Regions from separate parts of the Sus scrofa genome. Here regions 2 and 3 are each linked to region 1. Evidence: chromatin contacts called from public Hi-C data. All regions are on one chromosome and are shown on one strand. The core of a region is the stretch at or near the end of the contact, and the rest is flanking DNA. Distances in the headings are between cores, read along the strand shown. Region 1 holds the start of PSMA3 (proteasome subunit alpha type-3). Region 2 holds the start of MGAT2 (mannosyl (alpha-1,6-)-glycoprotein beta-1,2-N-acetylglucosaminyltransferase). Region 3 holds the start of LRR1 (leucine-rich repeat protein 1).

Region 1 (4,634 bases), core at 1,870-4,369:
TATGCAGTTGGATAAATTCTAAATATAGTACCACGAACAATGGAAGAAAACAGGATTGTGCCCTGGCTGTAGAGATGTGACCACAGAATAAAACATTTCTCACTTTCTGTTTCTCCGGAGAACATATCCCACCCCCGGAGAAGGAAAGCCCTATATGGAGAAGAAACAGTAAAATAAACAAAAAAGACACATTTTCTTCCAAGTCTGCCGACTCTGCTTTTACATCGGATCGCTTAAAGTTTTAGAAAAGCTGCCAAAATTGAGGCTCGTAATTTTGTTCTGATAAAATAAAAAACTGCCCTCGATCAGCAATTAGGCACGTATGCACAGTAACGCAGAAAATCAATTTCAACCTTAAGCAGTGGCCTTTCATTTTCCTCTGTGCTTTAAGGAGGAGGTAGGGGAGGGATCCCGGAAAAGGGGACCGTGAGCTTCTAAGTGCGCAAGCGCAGTTTGAGACCGGTTTCGTTTGCTAACTGGTCTTTTTTCCAGAGGTTTGGCCAATATTTAAAGTATCTAAGGTAATCCGGTTTTTAAAAAGCCTTTTCCAGTTATAACACTATGGCGAGACCTCAAAATGTTTACGGAAATTTAGGTTCTTTAACAAAAGTGAACTTGCGCCCAACGTGGGGCTCGAACCCACGACCCTGGGATTAAGAGTCCCATGCTCTACCGACTGAGCTAGCCGGGCGCTTGGGTGACAGGCCTAATTTTTTCTTCTTTGATGAGTGTTCAACTACATTTGCTTTTTCTTTCCCTATAACTTTTTATTTATATAAAAAATTTGTGTCATGTTATTAGATAGTAACTTCCAAATTAGATCTTTTTTCAGTTCTTTAAAACAGTTCTCTAGTTGTACTTAAATTTAATCCTTTTTATTGCCTGTGTATCCCAAGAGAGTTGAAAACTTAGGGTAAGTCTGTCATTACAGAATCACCGAATCTCTAGTGTTTTAAAATATTTACTGCCCAACTCGTTATCTTCATTACAAAAACATGTCGCGACTATTCCCCTTCTATCAAATGGCGTAATGGAGTCCTAGAATTTGGGGCGCAGCATTAAAGAAACAAATTCCAACCTCGAAAAAGTTAGTTACACACCCACGGAAGAACAGTAGAGCTTAGCTGTTTTCCTTTAATATGACCTAGTCAAGGAAAGTTAAATTGAGGAAAACGATATTGGCTCAATTAAAATACCACCTCTTTCAAGTGGCTGCCTGACAAGTGAGAGGTCTCTCAGAGGTTGCTCCTGCCATCCATCTCAAAAAACAAGGAAAGGATTACAGTGTCACTGAGTCTTCTGTAAAGAATGGTAATTCTAGGAGAAAAAGAGAACTGACTCTGACCAAATTTTGACAGACTGAGAGAATAAAATAATCTCCTATGGAAATGTATATACCCTGAGATACTAATGAAGTTCTCTAGCTAAAGAACTCTGCACATTTCTGTGATGGGGGGTGGTGTGTATCCTACTGCTTAGAACAGCAAGCTAAACCCTAACTGTAAACTTGGAATAAAGAATTCTTAGGATACTAACCCTAAAACCCTTAAAACAGTATTTAGAAGTTAAACACATTGGGCATTACATTCCCTGCATTACTTAATTAAAACACAAAAATAAGGTATGGCATAATATACATTCAGATTCTTTAAAGTGCACTTAAGATTTAAGCAGAATGTTTAAAATTTTCAGGCTTGAAATATTAATGTAATTATTGACTAACAATTTTTTCTTGCAATTGCAAACTCTGGTTTATTCTGACTATTTTATAACTTGGCAGAATGTAACTGGTAAGTGAATTTGTATTTATCTGCATTTTCAACACATTTATTAAGCACCTACCATGTGTAAAAGCACTGTTATGTATTCTAATAAGTGGAAGTATAAAACAGACTATGATAATCTCAAAAGTTTTATCACCTTTTAAGAATGATATGTGTAAATTACACAGCAATTTTATATGCACTATTTCCAAAAGTAAAGTAATTAAAATAAATGCATTCATACTCATACTTTTTAAATCCGCTAATGAATCAGGCACTAGTCAAGATCCTCAGGCCACACAATTCAATGCATTCTTCTGAGTTACAAGATAAATCAACAATCCAGCCCCCAAGTAAGCAGTTAAACTAACAAGTTCAGAAAGAGCTTCAAATTCTTAATTATTAGTGAATAGACAAAGACCATTAGGCACTCAAATCCTGTTAAAAGTTTAACTGGCTCCCTAAACAAGTTTGGACTGCTTATAATCTACTTTCAGGGTGAACTCTTTTTAACTTCCCTCCGCACTTTCTTGGCCCACAATGGTCTAACTCAGGATCTCGCATGAAAAATTGCAACCAGAATATTTCAGTGAGGATTAGGCAAATTAAACGCTAGTCTTCCAAGAATATCCAAATCCTTTCTTCTATCTATTTGTTTAAGAATAAGAACTAACTTTAATTATGGTGCTTAATTAGCAGGAAGAAGCAATTGAATTTCCTCTTTCTCCTTTACTTTCTAATCCAATTTTTCAGCAAGCCCTACATATCTAAAATCCATCCACATATTTCCACCTCCACTGCCACCACTCTACACACTCTCCATTATGGCTTGACCACAGGACTGCAATAGCTTTCCAACTATTCTCTGTGCTTCTATCCTTCCTTGTATTCATCACTCCTCACACAGAGGCAAGAGAGATCATTTAATAACTAAATTAGATCTATCAGTCTGCTTAAAAACCTACTGATAACCTTACAGAAGAAAGCCAGTAACTGTGGAAGGAATGATGGAATTAGAAAATCACCATTTGGCAACCATTATCATAATAATTGATTCAAATAAGAATCACAGGATACTATAACTAGCGGGTGTAAGATTGAGGAGTAGCAGGATATTTACATAGCCTCAAGGTATTTCTTCACAAGGTATTCATTAACTACAAAGAGCAAGATAGAAACTATAGTGGAGAAATCTTAAGTGATCAAAGTTAACATCATCAATAAGGACACAAATGACAGCATGTGCCTCCTAATAGAAATACAAGGTTACTTCTGTGGTATTCCTGACAAAAATGCATCACCTGAATCTAATCATGCAAAAAAAGTCATACAAACCTGAACTTTGGAATACCCTGCAAAGGAAATGGCTTGTATTTTTCAAAAGTGTTAATGCCATGAAACATAAAGAAACATTAAATTATTTTCCAGATTAAAGGAGACTAGAGACATGACAACTGCATGCAGTGTGTTATCTTGTATTTTCTTTTGCTATGAAGAGCATTATTGAGAGATTTGCCAAAATCTAAATAAAGCCTGTAGATTAGAAAAAAGCATTATACATTTTCTGATTTTCATAGTTGTACTGTGGGCATGTAAAATAATGTTCTTTTTTGGGGAAATACACACAGAAGTATTTAGCAGTTAAAAATGCTGATGGTTTTCCATTTAAAATCGGAGATTAAAATCCAAACCACTACAAGATCTGACCCCGTGTCCACCTCTCTGATTTCACTTCCTGTCACTCTCACCACTTAATCACTATGACAGGCCATACTGACCCGACAGTTCCGACAGCCTTGGAACTGGAATTATACTCCCATAACAATCCCAAGTTTCAGTTTAAATATCCCCCTTTTACAAAGTAATTCCCTAATAAATAGGTCTAAAGTTCAAACTTCCATTGTCTCTTTTTTACCACGTGGTGCAACTATTTTGCCTATTTACTCTTTGTTGTCTATTTCCTCCCACTAAATGTAAACTCATTAAGAGGGGAGGTCATGTCTTCTTTACCGTTTAAAGAATTTTTTATTATAGTTTATGTACAAATTCTTAAGTCTTATCAGCAGTGTTTAACTGAATACTGAGTTAAAATAATCTTCAGTCTTATTCTTAATTCTATTAAGTAGTTATATGAAAAAGTACTAATTCTTCTGTAAAACTCCGATCTGAGCTCAAAGCTGATACCCTTAGAGTCCATCTTCCTTCCTGCTTGTGAGGAGGGGTGGATAAAGGGGACGCCATCAAGATAACTGGGTTACAATCAGGACGTCAAGCGTGGAGACGCCTCCTCTACCATTTCCTTTGGCCTTTGGAAGAGTATAAGAACATCTCTCCACTTTGCTTTAAGAAAGAATAGGGAAGAAAAAGCGAAGGAGAAGAGATAACTCCTAGGAAACAGACTGGAGCAGCTTTTCAAGCAATTGGAAGACTCAAAGTCCCCCGACAACCCTCCGGAGAGAAACCGAAGAGGAAGGAATCAGTCCTGCTTAACCCGACCTCCGCTGCTTCTGCACAGGCGCGTTGCCCGCTACGCGCATTCCCCACCCCCTTTCCCCACAATTCTCTGTTCTGTGGGTAAGGATCCAGGAACAAGCCACAGAGAGGAAAACTATTGGTTGGAAGAACAGCCAATGAGAGAGCCTGTTACTAGTCTGCGTACTGAGGTGTGAGGGGTTCGCTTTGGGCCTGAAGCCTTAGGCGGCCTGGTGGTTTTAGCACGATGAGCTCAATCGGCACCGGGGTAAGTTCGTTGTTTCTCGGCGTGATAGTCTAGCCTAAGGATCAGCGTAGAAGGGAACGTGGACACACTGCCTGGGCTGCGCCAACTTAGGGTGCGCTGGTACTGCCTTGGGGCAAGTGGGCCGCTTCCAG
Region 2 (4,458 bases), core at 765-3,264, 7.9 Mb before region 1:
TCTCCATAACCTAGTTATAAAATTTGAGGTGGGACTCCTATCTTTATATATAAATCAACATTCCAAGTCTTATGGAACTAAATTTAAATGAGAATTTGAAATGAACCTTAATTCTGTAACTTCCTTAATTTAGAACCAAAATAAGCACAAGATCCTATTTATATTTTAAAAATACAAAAGATTTCAGTAAGGTATCACTGTATTTATTCTCATACAGGCATTTTTTTTCCCCCTATGGCTTCAACACCTTCCTCTCAAATATAGAATAAAAAAAATTCTCAAGGCTTAGAACTGGATCACTTGGCCCTTTCTCTTCTTATCTCCTCCAAGTTCAAAATGCTTGCATCTCTTAATTGCCAGCATCCTCTTGGATCTGCAGTTGGGCTCAACACATTCAAGCCTCAGCACAATCTTCTTTGTGGTTTTAGCCTTCTTCCGGAAAATTGGCTTTGTTTGCCCGCCATAGCCACTCTGTTTCCGATCATAGCGCCTCTTTCCCTGGGCATAGAGGGAATCCTTGCCCTTCTTATACTGGGTCACTTTGTGAGGCTGATGTTTTCCACACTTCTTACAGAAAGTCCTTCGGGTTTTAGGTACGTTGACCATCTTTGCAACAGGGGTGTTTTCACGATGAATACTGTGGTAAAATATTTAAAATACAGCAACAGACGTTAAACATTTTGAAATTTTAAGTTTTGTAAATATGGAAATAGTAACATTACAGAAATCATTAACGTATAAATGCACCAAATACGCATTTTCCACACGAATAAATATATATATGTGCACAACTCTTTAGAAGGCTAATCATCGGAGCAGTGATAAAATGAGGCTCACTAAAATAAGGGCCAGAGCAGCAGCATAAGGATGCCCTATACAGTCAGGTCCCCCTACTGACTCTAAGTTCCAAAGTGGGTTCCTTTGGTCCTTAATTTACCGTGGTTACCCAACAACTAAAGCGTGGTCGTGTGATAATCTACTCTCCTTCGGAAGAGTGGGAGAGTGAGCGCGAGAGCCAGTCTGGCTCCGGGTGCGGTGTAGCTGGTGCCAAGGCCGAGCCCGGCCCTTCTCTGAGGACCGCAGCAACGTGGTTTGACTTCTCCCTCCGAAACACGGTCTCCCTTCAGCGGCCCCGAAGGCTGACGTGTCCTTAACAAGTGCCTCCCGGCCCGGCAGCCGCCATGCGGGAGCCCCTTCCCGGAAGGGAGAAGCCCGTTCTTGAAATCCCCCAAGGCGGCGGGCCTCGCCCTCCCTCTCCTACCAGGGTTCGCCCGGCCACCCCGGGATCCTGAGCTTCGGGGGCTCCAGTCGAGACCGCTACCACTCCGCGTGTAGCTTACCAGTAAAACCGATGTCCACGTTCCGGGTCTCGCTCTGCTCTAGCCTCACCGGAAAAGGAGGATCGGGACGGAAGCAGGAACTGAGCCTGAGCGACAGCGCCGCGGCCCAATAAGAGGCGGGCAGCGACGCCCGGTCGTCTCCCGACGCGTCGGGGAAGCGCCAACCGACGGCCCGAGGGGCGGGCCGGAGGGGTGTGGGCCCGGGGGCCGCGGAGCTCCGCGAGCCAGTTGCTGGTTGTCAGGACAGTCTCCGCGGGAGTGGGACGAGGTTGCGTCCCTCGGTCCGGGACGTCCGGTGCCTGCGTAAGGATGAAAGCCCAGAGGACGCAGGGCCGCTGGAAGCGCAGGTAACGGAGCCGGGGTGCGGTGGGGCCGCGGCGGGCTTCTCGGACCCGTGCCGGATGGAGAGGACCGAGGCGACGCTGAGTCGCGGCTCCTAGCGGCGGGACAGCCTGAGCTGCAGCTGCCAGGCGAGGATGTGTGGAGCCCGGGCGGCACAGGGGAGCTGAGCGCCTTCGGGCCCCAGGACCCCCGGGGCCAGGGATGAGTTAGCGAGGGCAGCCGCGGAGGCCCATTCCGATCGCTGCAGGCCACGGCCGCCGCCCGCCCGCCCTTTCCGTGCGGGATCCGCTAGCTCCTTTACGCGCCTGCCCGCGCTCCCGGCCCCGGAGACCATGAGGTTCCGCATCTACAAGCGGAAGGTGCTGATCTTGACGTTCGTGGTGGCCGCCTGCGGCTTCGTCCTCTGGAGCAGCAATGGGCGACAAAGGAAGAATGAGGCCCTCGCCCCGCCGCTGCTGGACGCCGAGCCCGTGCGGGGTGCGGGCGCCCGGGCCGGGGACCATCCTGCCATATCCGTGGGCATCCGCCGGGGCTCCAACGATTCGGCGGCTCCGCTGGTCGCGGCAGCCCCGCAGCCCGAGGTGGACAACCTGACGCTGCGGTACCGGTCCCTAGTGTACCAACTGAACTTTGACCAGACGTTGAGGAATGTGGATAAGGTCAGCTCCTGGGTCCCCCGCGAGCTTGTGCTGGTGGTCCAGGTGCACAACCGGGCCGAATACCTCAAACTGCTCCTGGACTCACTTCGGAAAGCCCAGGGAATCGACAACGTCCTCGTCATCTTTAGCCATGACTTCTGGTCGACTGAGATTAATCAGCTGATCGCTGGGGTGGATTTCTGTCCGGTTCTGCAGGTGTTCTTTCCTTTCAGCATTCAGTTGTACCCTAACGAGTTTCCGGGTACTGACCCCAGAGATTGCCCTAGAGACCTGGAGAAGAATGCAGCTTTGAAAATGGGATGCATTAATGCTGAATATCCCGACTCCTTCGGCCATTACAGAGAGGCCAAGTTCTCCCAAACCAAACACCACTGGTGGTGGAAGCTGCATTTCGTGTGGGAGAGGGTCAAAGTCCTTCGAGACTATGCTGGCCTCATACTTTTCCTAGAGGAGGATCACTACGTAGCCCCAGACTTTTACCATGTCTTCAAAAAGATGTGGAATTTAAAGCAGCAAGAGTGTCCTGAGTGTGACGTTCTCTCCCTGGGGACCTATACTACCGTTCGCAGTTTCCGTGACGTTGCTGACAAGGTAGATGTGAAAACGTGGAAATCCACGGAGCACAATATGGGTCTGGCCTTGACCCGGGATGCCTATCAGAAGCTGATCGAGTGCACAGACACTTTCTGTACTTATGATGATTATAACTGGGACTGGACACTTCAATATTTGACTGTATCTTGTCTTCCAAAATTTTGGAAAGTGCTGGTTCCTCAAGTTCCTAGGATTTTTCATGCTGGAGACTGTGGTATGCATCACAAAAAAACCTGTAGACCATCCACACAGAGTGCCCAAATTGAGTCACTCTTAAATAGTAACAAACAGTACATGTTTCCAGAAACTTTAACTATCAGTGAAAAATTGACAGCAGCCCTTTCCCCACCTAGGAAAAATGGAGGGTGGGGAGACATTAGGGACCATGAACTCTGTAAGAGTTATAGAAGACTGCAGTAAAAAAAAAAAAAAAAAAAAAAAAAAAAAAAAAAAAAAAAAACGCAATCGCAAAAGGTGACAGTCTTCTATTTTTGATATTTGTCCAAACAGGATATACAATTGAATAAAAGAGTTTAGGAACTGGTTTCTGCTTTAATACAACAACAAAATTCTTATAAAAGTTGTCCAAATATAGTAATCTTTTCCTCTTGTCTGATTAAGATTTAAAACACAAGTTTTCACTTTGTGAGTTGGGTTTTAAAGTTTCTTGTGTGTCTGCTGAAGGAAATCATTGTTAACCAGTAAAAGGGGAAATTTTATTTAAATTGCATCTATTAATCTTTTTATCTGGAACTTTGTACACTTTTCCACTTTCAAAACTTATATTACATACAGCAAAGTTTATTTAAAATTGTCATACCAGTTAAAAGTATTACCATGAAATTGCTAAGAGTATTAACAAGCCCAGCTTCATTCTTGATAACAGTTACTAGGAAAGGATTGCTTCACTGGCTTTATAATTCGAAAGTTATGTTTGTTAAACACCCTGTCAGAGCAGAGTCACTTTTCAGTATTACAGATTCTTGTATTGTTGTGTTAAGATTTGCCTGTGCTTTGGAACATTCATAGGACACACTTTCTTTTGGAATGTATTTGATTGATAAGAAAGTTTAAACACTGTTTTCACCTCAATGTAGAAATACAGTGGTTTTGTTTTTTTTTTTTTTAGTGCTGCCAAAATAAAATACTCATTTTTGCATAAAAAGGTTCCTAATCATTTTGCAGAATAAACCTACAAACCAAAGTCCAGTAAAGACATTCTAAAAGTTTTAAAGTTAGCATTACATCTTATCTGTACATTGTATAACAGAGTTTGAAATACCAGCTCTTGATAGTGCATTCCCTTTGGAAGAAACTGGCTTTCAAATCAGCCAGGCATAGATAATGAGCAATAAAAAGCTGCTGTGTAAGTAAAATACAGCCAGAAATGATACAAAGTTCAGTCCTGACAAGGTGAAACATGTTCTAGTGCCAGCTTTAACAGAACTCATACTTTTTTTTGGTGTTTTTTCTTGGCCATGCCTGCAGTATGTGGAAGTTCCCTGGCCAGGGATCAACCCAGG
Region 3 (4,870 bases), core at 406-2,905, 7.9 Mb before region 1:
TTTTTTTTGCCACACCACGGCATGCAGAAGTTCCTGGGCCAGAGCCACTTCAGTGACAATGCTGGGTCTTTAACCTGCTGAGCCAACAGGGAACTCACTCATCTTTGCCTTTTAATCATCTAGCATGGTGCTGGCATACATAGGGAACACCATAAATATTGAAGAAATGTGTTGAAATAAGAAGACTTTCTAAGTTCAGAAAAAATTTTGGAGGGAAGTAATGCAGTTCTGAACTGATATGGCAATACTAAGAATGAAAAGGTGGGTATTAGGAAATCTAGTGAAAACACAAAACATGACCAATGAGTGTCAACAGGGTCAAGACAGCATTATAAAAGCCTAATGCTTAGGTGTATACTGGATAAGAATTTAGCGTTATTTAGTGTAGATGAAGTTTACCATTAAAAAAAAAACACAACTCCAAGATCTGGTCCCAATGTACTAGGGCAGACTGATCTACACTATCCATAGACTGTGATTTCTCTCTTTAAGAATATGACATCACTGTGATTTACTGGATTGAGCCCACACGAGCTACAAACCTAAATGAGTAAAGTGTACTGTGAGCACAAATTAGGGAAGCCAGAGATACTCAATTACTTGTTGAATGCTTGGCATGCACAGAAACCTGGGGAAATAAAAGTAATGGAAGGTAATTTTAAGTGCAATTGGATTTTCAACCTCTCCCAAAATTAAATCGCGATATTAAAGAAAGCTTGGTGGAAACTGAACTGGGGTTATGAAAAATTAATAAGGTTAATTAGTATAAACAAAACACAGAAAAGGGAATGAGTATGGTATGTAGGACAGGAAGGAGAGAAACTAACTTTACAAAAGGAAAACAAATCTCAAGGTTGGCTTTTTTTCTGGGGGCGGTTCTTTTTGTCAAAAAAAACAAAAAACAAAAAACTGTAGCCCAATTTAAAATTCCCTGTGTATTTCTTACAGATGGCCAAGAAGCACATAAACATTGCTAATTATTAGAGAAATGCAAATCAAAACTACAGTGAGGTATCACCTCACACCAGTCAGAACTGCCATTATCAAAAGTCTACAAATAATAAATGGTGTAGAGGGTGTGGAGAAAAGGGAACCCTCCTACATTATTGGTGGGACTGTAAATTGGTACAACTGCTGTGGAAAACAGTATGGAGGTTCCTCAAAAAACTAAAAATAGAACTACCATGTGTTCTAGCAATCCTACTCCTAGGCATTTACCTGGACAAAACTGTAATTTTAAAAGATAATACGCCCCAATGTTTATCACAGCACTATTTACAATAGCTAAGGCATGGAAACAACCTAACTATCCATTAACAAAGAATTGGGTACATAAGATGTAGCACATACATACAATGGAATATTAGCCACAAAAAAAGAGAAGTAATGCCATTTGCAGCAACATAGATGGACCTAGAAATTATCATACAAAGTGAAGTCAGAGACAAACATTCTATGTTATCATTTACATGTGGAATTTTTTTTTTCATTTTTCAAAGTTTTACTGAGTATAGTTGATTTACAGTGTTGTGATACATGTGGGATTTTTAAAAATGATATATTGGTTTGATCCCTGCCCTGGTCTAGGGTGAGGTGAGCATGCAAAACTTAAGGGGGCGGGGCGCAAGACTACTACGACCCTAAGAGTGATGGCCTCCCTCGCCCCACCCAGAGCCTGGCCCTTCTTAGCAAATGGAATAAGGAGTCCGAAGAGTGTGTGTATGGGGTCTGGATGGTCTTTCCAAGTCTCAGATGCAGTTAAGCCAGTCACTCCATCCAACCCACTAGGAGTTGCAAAGAGAAAATTTGTTCAACAGAAGCCAAGTCAAATACTGTCATACCCCTTCTGACGTGGCAGGTGTCCCTCCGGAGCACCAAAAACGAACAAACAAAAAAACCAAAATCCCCCCAAAACATCAGCCCTTCAGCGCCGGGGAGTGCCACGCCTTGCCTAGCATTGGGCATCTCGCCGCATTCCAAGCGTGGATGCTGCATAGATAAAAAAAGATTCCCCCACCCCCCAAAAGACCCACAGCTGACTTTTCTCGGAAACTCGAGTCCCACGTGCAGCGGAAGCATGTTAAGTGTCAACAGCAGAAACTAGGACTCCGCCCAGACAATAACACTTGCGGCCGTCAGCGAGCGCGCTCCCGAGAAAGGACGCGGTGCCCCCGCCGATCGCCGGTTTCAGGAGGCCTGAACCCTCAGGCGATCCCTTTCCGGGCTCCGCGAGCCGCAGCCACAGCGCATGCAAGGGAGAGGGGACGCCATCTGCCCCTCGCAGGACTCGCGAAAGACGCCGCACGAAGAAAACCCGAGACCTTGGCACTACGATTAAGAAGGCAGATTGCCGGACAGCCGCGCGCTCGAGGACCCCGGCGGCGGCGCGGCCCGGCGGGAAGGGGGAAGTTTCAAAGCAGAGAAAGGGGAGTTGGTGGCGGGAGCTTGGGCTAAATGAAGCTGTATTGCGAAGTAGAGGTGATCAGTCGGCACTTGCCGGCCTTGGGGCTGAGGAACCGTGGCAAGGGAGTTCGGGCCGTGTTGAGCCTCTGTCAGCAGGCGCCCAGGACTCAGCCGCGGCCCCGGGCGGGGGGCGAGCGAGGCGGCCCGCACCCCGCCTGCCTGTTCATTTCCACCCTGAAGGACAAGCGCGGGACCCGCTATGAGGTGCGTGGGGGCGGGCAGGCTGTGCCAGGGTAGGCACCCGGGCGCTCTTGTCCTGAGCACCCCACCGTTCCCTAGGTTGGGCTTCGTCTTGGGGGTTCCTTAGCGCCCTGTCCCTGAGCTCGCACCACCACCGCCCGGACCCCGGGTCCTGAGCTCCCTAAGGACCTGAAGGAGGGAAGATTTTGAAAGTGCATGTTCTCATTATTTTTCTTGCTCGTTTCTGCGACTTCGATTGACAGCCTTGCCGCTTAGTAGTAGATGACAACGCTGCCCCTTTAAAGCCTTTGAAATTTCGGCCTACGTGAAACGAAGCTATACGTGATGAAGTATCAGTCCAGTTTGGAGGATTAGTAAAATGGCTGCACTTTGGTTCAGTAGATTCTTTTTCTCCCAGTCTTTTCTCTAGTTTGGTTTGTTTGTTTGAGCTCTTTGTGGGATGATGTATCTAAGTTCTAGACCAAATTAGCACAGTAATAAAGCAGTAATGCCTAGGTTGCATCTTGCATCCGGGGTTTTTCGTATGTACATAGCAGTAGTAAACTCTTTAGAAGAAGTTGGAAGTTGAAATAGACTTTCTAAAGCACAAGTTTTATAGAATTCTTTTACCTTGATTCCCAGGCTCGTTATCTTGTGAAAACGGCTAGAATACACTTCTGCATACTGTAATGAAATTGAGGGGACATTTTATCACTCACCCTTGCATGTGACACTTGACTGGATTTTATACTGTTTCTGGGATTATTTCCCTTAAAGTGTTGCATTTCACAGTGAATACTTAGTGGAGGAACGGGGATCTTTCATTTAGAACTACCGTAATGTTTGATGTAAGTAGGTGAAAGTCTAAATAATTCCCCCCATTCATGGAATCAATTCATATAATTTTTCTCATTTGCAAGGACTTTAGAAATCATCCAGCATTTTTTGTTGTTGTTGTCTGTGCCCATGGCATGTGGAAATTTCTGGGCCAGGGATCGGACCTGAGCTACAGCAGTAACAATACTGAATTCTTAACCTGTTGAGCCACAGAGGAGCTCCACATGTCACTCAATGTATTATAAATTAGAAATCTCTTAGGTAACAGAAGTAGATTCATAACCAGAATTGAATCTCCCTTTTCTCCCTGTTGTCTACTTTAAAATCTATCTTTTCATGCCCAGCTCAGGTACTGCCTATTTTAAGAGTCTGTAATGGTCCCGCTCTTAAAACTATGTCAGTAGGTGGAAATTTTAATCAAAATTTTATTGTAAATTGCTCCCTGAAGACTTGCTATGTGTAGGGTGCAGTTCTAGATACTGTGGGAAATAAACCTGATTTAGTCAGTGTTTTTCCAAGACTAAGAAGGGAGAAATAAATTATCGCTTACAATGGTGGGCTATAAGTGCTGCAGTAAATGTAGTAGCAGAGTGGTATAATATCAGAAATGAGATGAATTGTGATTAAAGGCCTTGAGATACTTTTATGGAAGAGACGGTGCCACAGGACTTGGGACATAGTAGGATCAAGTCAACATCTCTTGATTGAATTAGGGCGATTTGGTCCTCGACCCTGAAGTAAGTAGGTATTAGTGCTGAATGTGGAAGTGCCTTGGGGCCCTTAAACTGACTGCTTTTCTGTCCCATAACTTCAGCTGTCATCCATCTGAATGTGATTTCCAAATCTGTATCTTTAGCTAGTCTTCTCCCTTAACTTCCAACTTGAGCCATCTACCTACTCTTCACTTGGATGCGTTTCAGTATTTCAAACTCAAAATATCCCCAAATTAAATTTCCTTGCCACCCCTAAACCTGCTTTTCTGACAGTGTTCAGAAACTCTTTAGTATATTGCTCCACTCAGGAAACTTACAGCCTTTTCCACCCTACATTCAATATATTATTGAATTCTTTCAATTCTATTCCTAGGTGGATTTCATATTTTCATATACCTCCTTCCATCCCAGCTGTAATCTAAATCACCCTGGCCCCTTGTCTGGCTAGTTTCTTAAAGGATCTCTCTACCTCTACCACTGTCTTTTTTCCATCTCATTCTCCCCTCTCCCAAAGTTCATTCTTAAACGGTAGTTAAAGGGAACTTTTCAAAATATAGATCTACCATATTCCTAGCTTAAAGTCATTCAGTGAATATCATGTTCTTAGGATAAAATCCAAATTTTTTTTTAAATTTAAAAATTTTTAAAACACATTTATTCTATGGCCACACCCACAA

Evidence for each region. A called contact is a pair of places that touch in the nucleus more often than the background predicts.
Region 2: a contact with region 1 is called in a Hi-C map of liver, with 5 times the contacts expected there. The contact joins the promoter of MGAT2 here to the promoter of PSMA3 in region 1. A contact is called at or near these places in 2 of 47 Hi-C or Micro-C datasets (liver and skeletal muscle).
Region 3: a Hi-C map of skeletal muscle shows a contact between it and region 1, with 4 times the contacts expected there. The contact joins the promoter of LRR1 here to the promoter of PSMA3 in region 1. A contact is called at or near these places in 3 of 47 Hi-C or Micro-C datasets (embryonic fibroblasts, heart right ventricle and skeletal muscle).

Annotation. Positions count from the first base shown.
Region 1 is chr1:187,339,112-187,343,745 of Sscrofa11.1, forward strand. PSMA3 (proteasome subunit alpha type-3) reads left to right here and starts at 3,120. Exons shown (of 11, transcript XM_001927990.5): 1 at 3,120-4,503. The coding sequence starts at 4,483. It overlaps TRNAK-CUU (a tRNA gene), which reads right to left and starts at 691; the gene lies at 619-691.
Region 2 is chr1:179,476,450-179,480,907 of Sscrofa11.1, forward strand. It overlaps MGAT2 (mannosyl (alpha-1,6-)-glycoprotein beta-1,2-N-acetylglucosaminyltransferase), which reads left to right and starts at 2,015. Exons shown (of 1, transcript NM_001128482.1): 1 at 2,015-3,355. The coding sequence starts at 2,015. The coding sequence ends at 3,355. It overlaps RPL36AL (ribosomal protein L36a like), which reads right to left and starts at 1,371. Exons shown (of 2, transcript NM_213917.1): 1 at 1,341-1,371; 2 at 189-637. The coding sequence starts at 606. The coding sequence ends at 286.
Region 3 is chr1:179,459,793-179,464,662 of Sscrofa11.1, forward strand. LRR1 (leucine-rich repeat protein 1) reads left to right here and starts at 1,656. Exons shown (of 4, transcript XM_021101338.1): 1 at 1,656-2,667. The coding sequence starts at 2,455.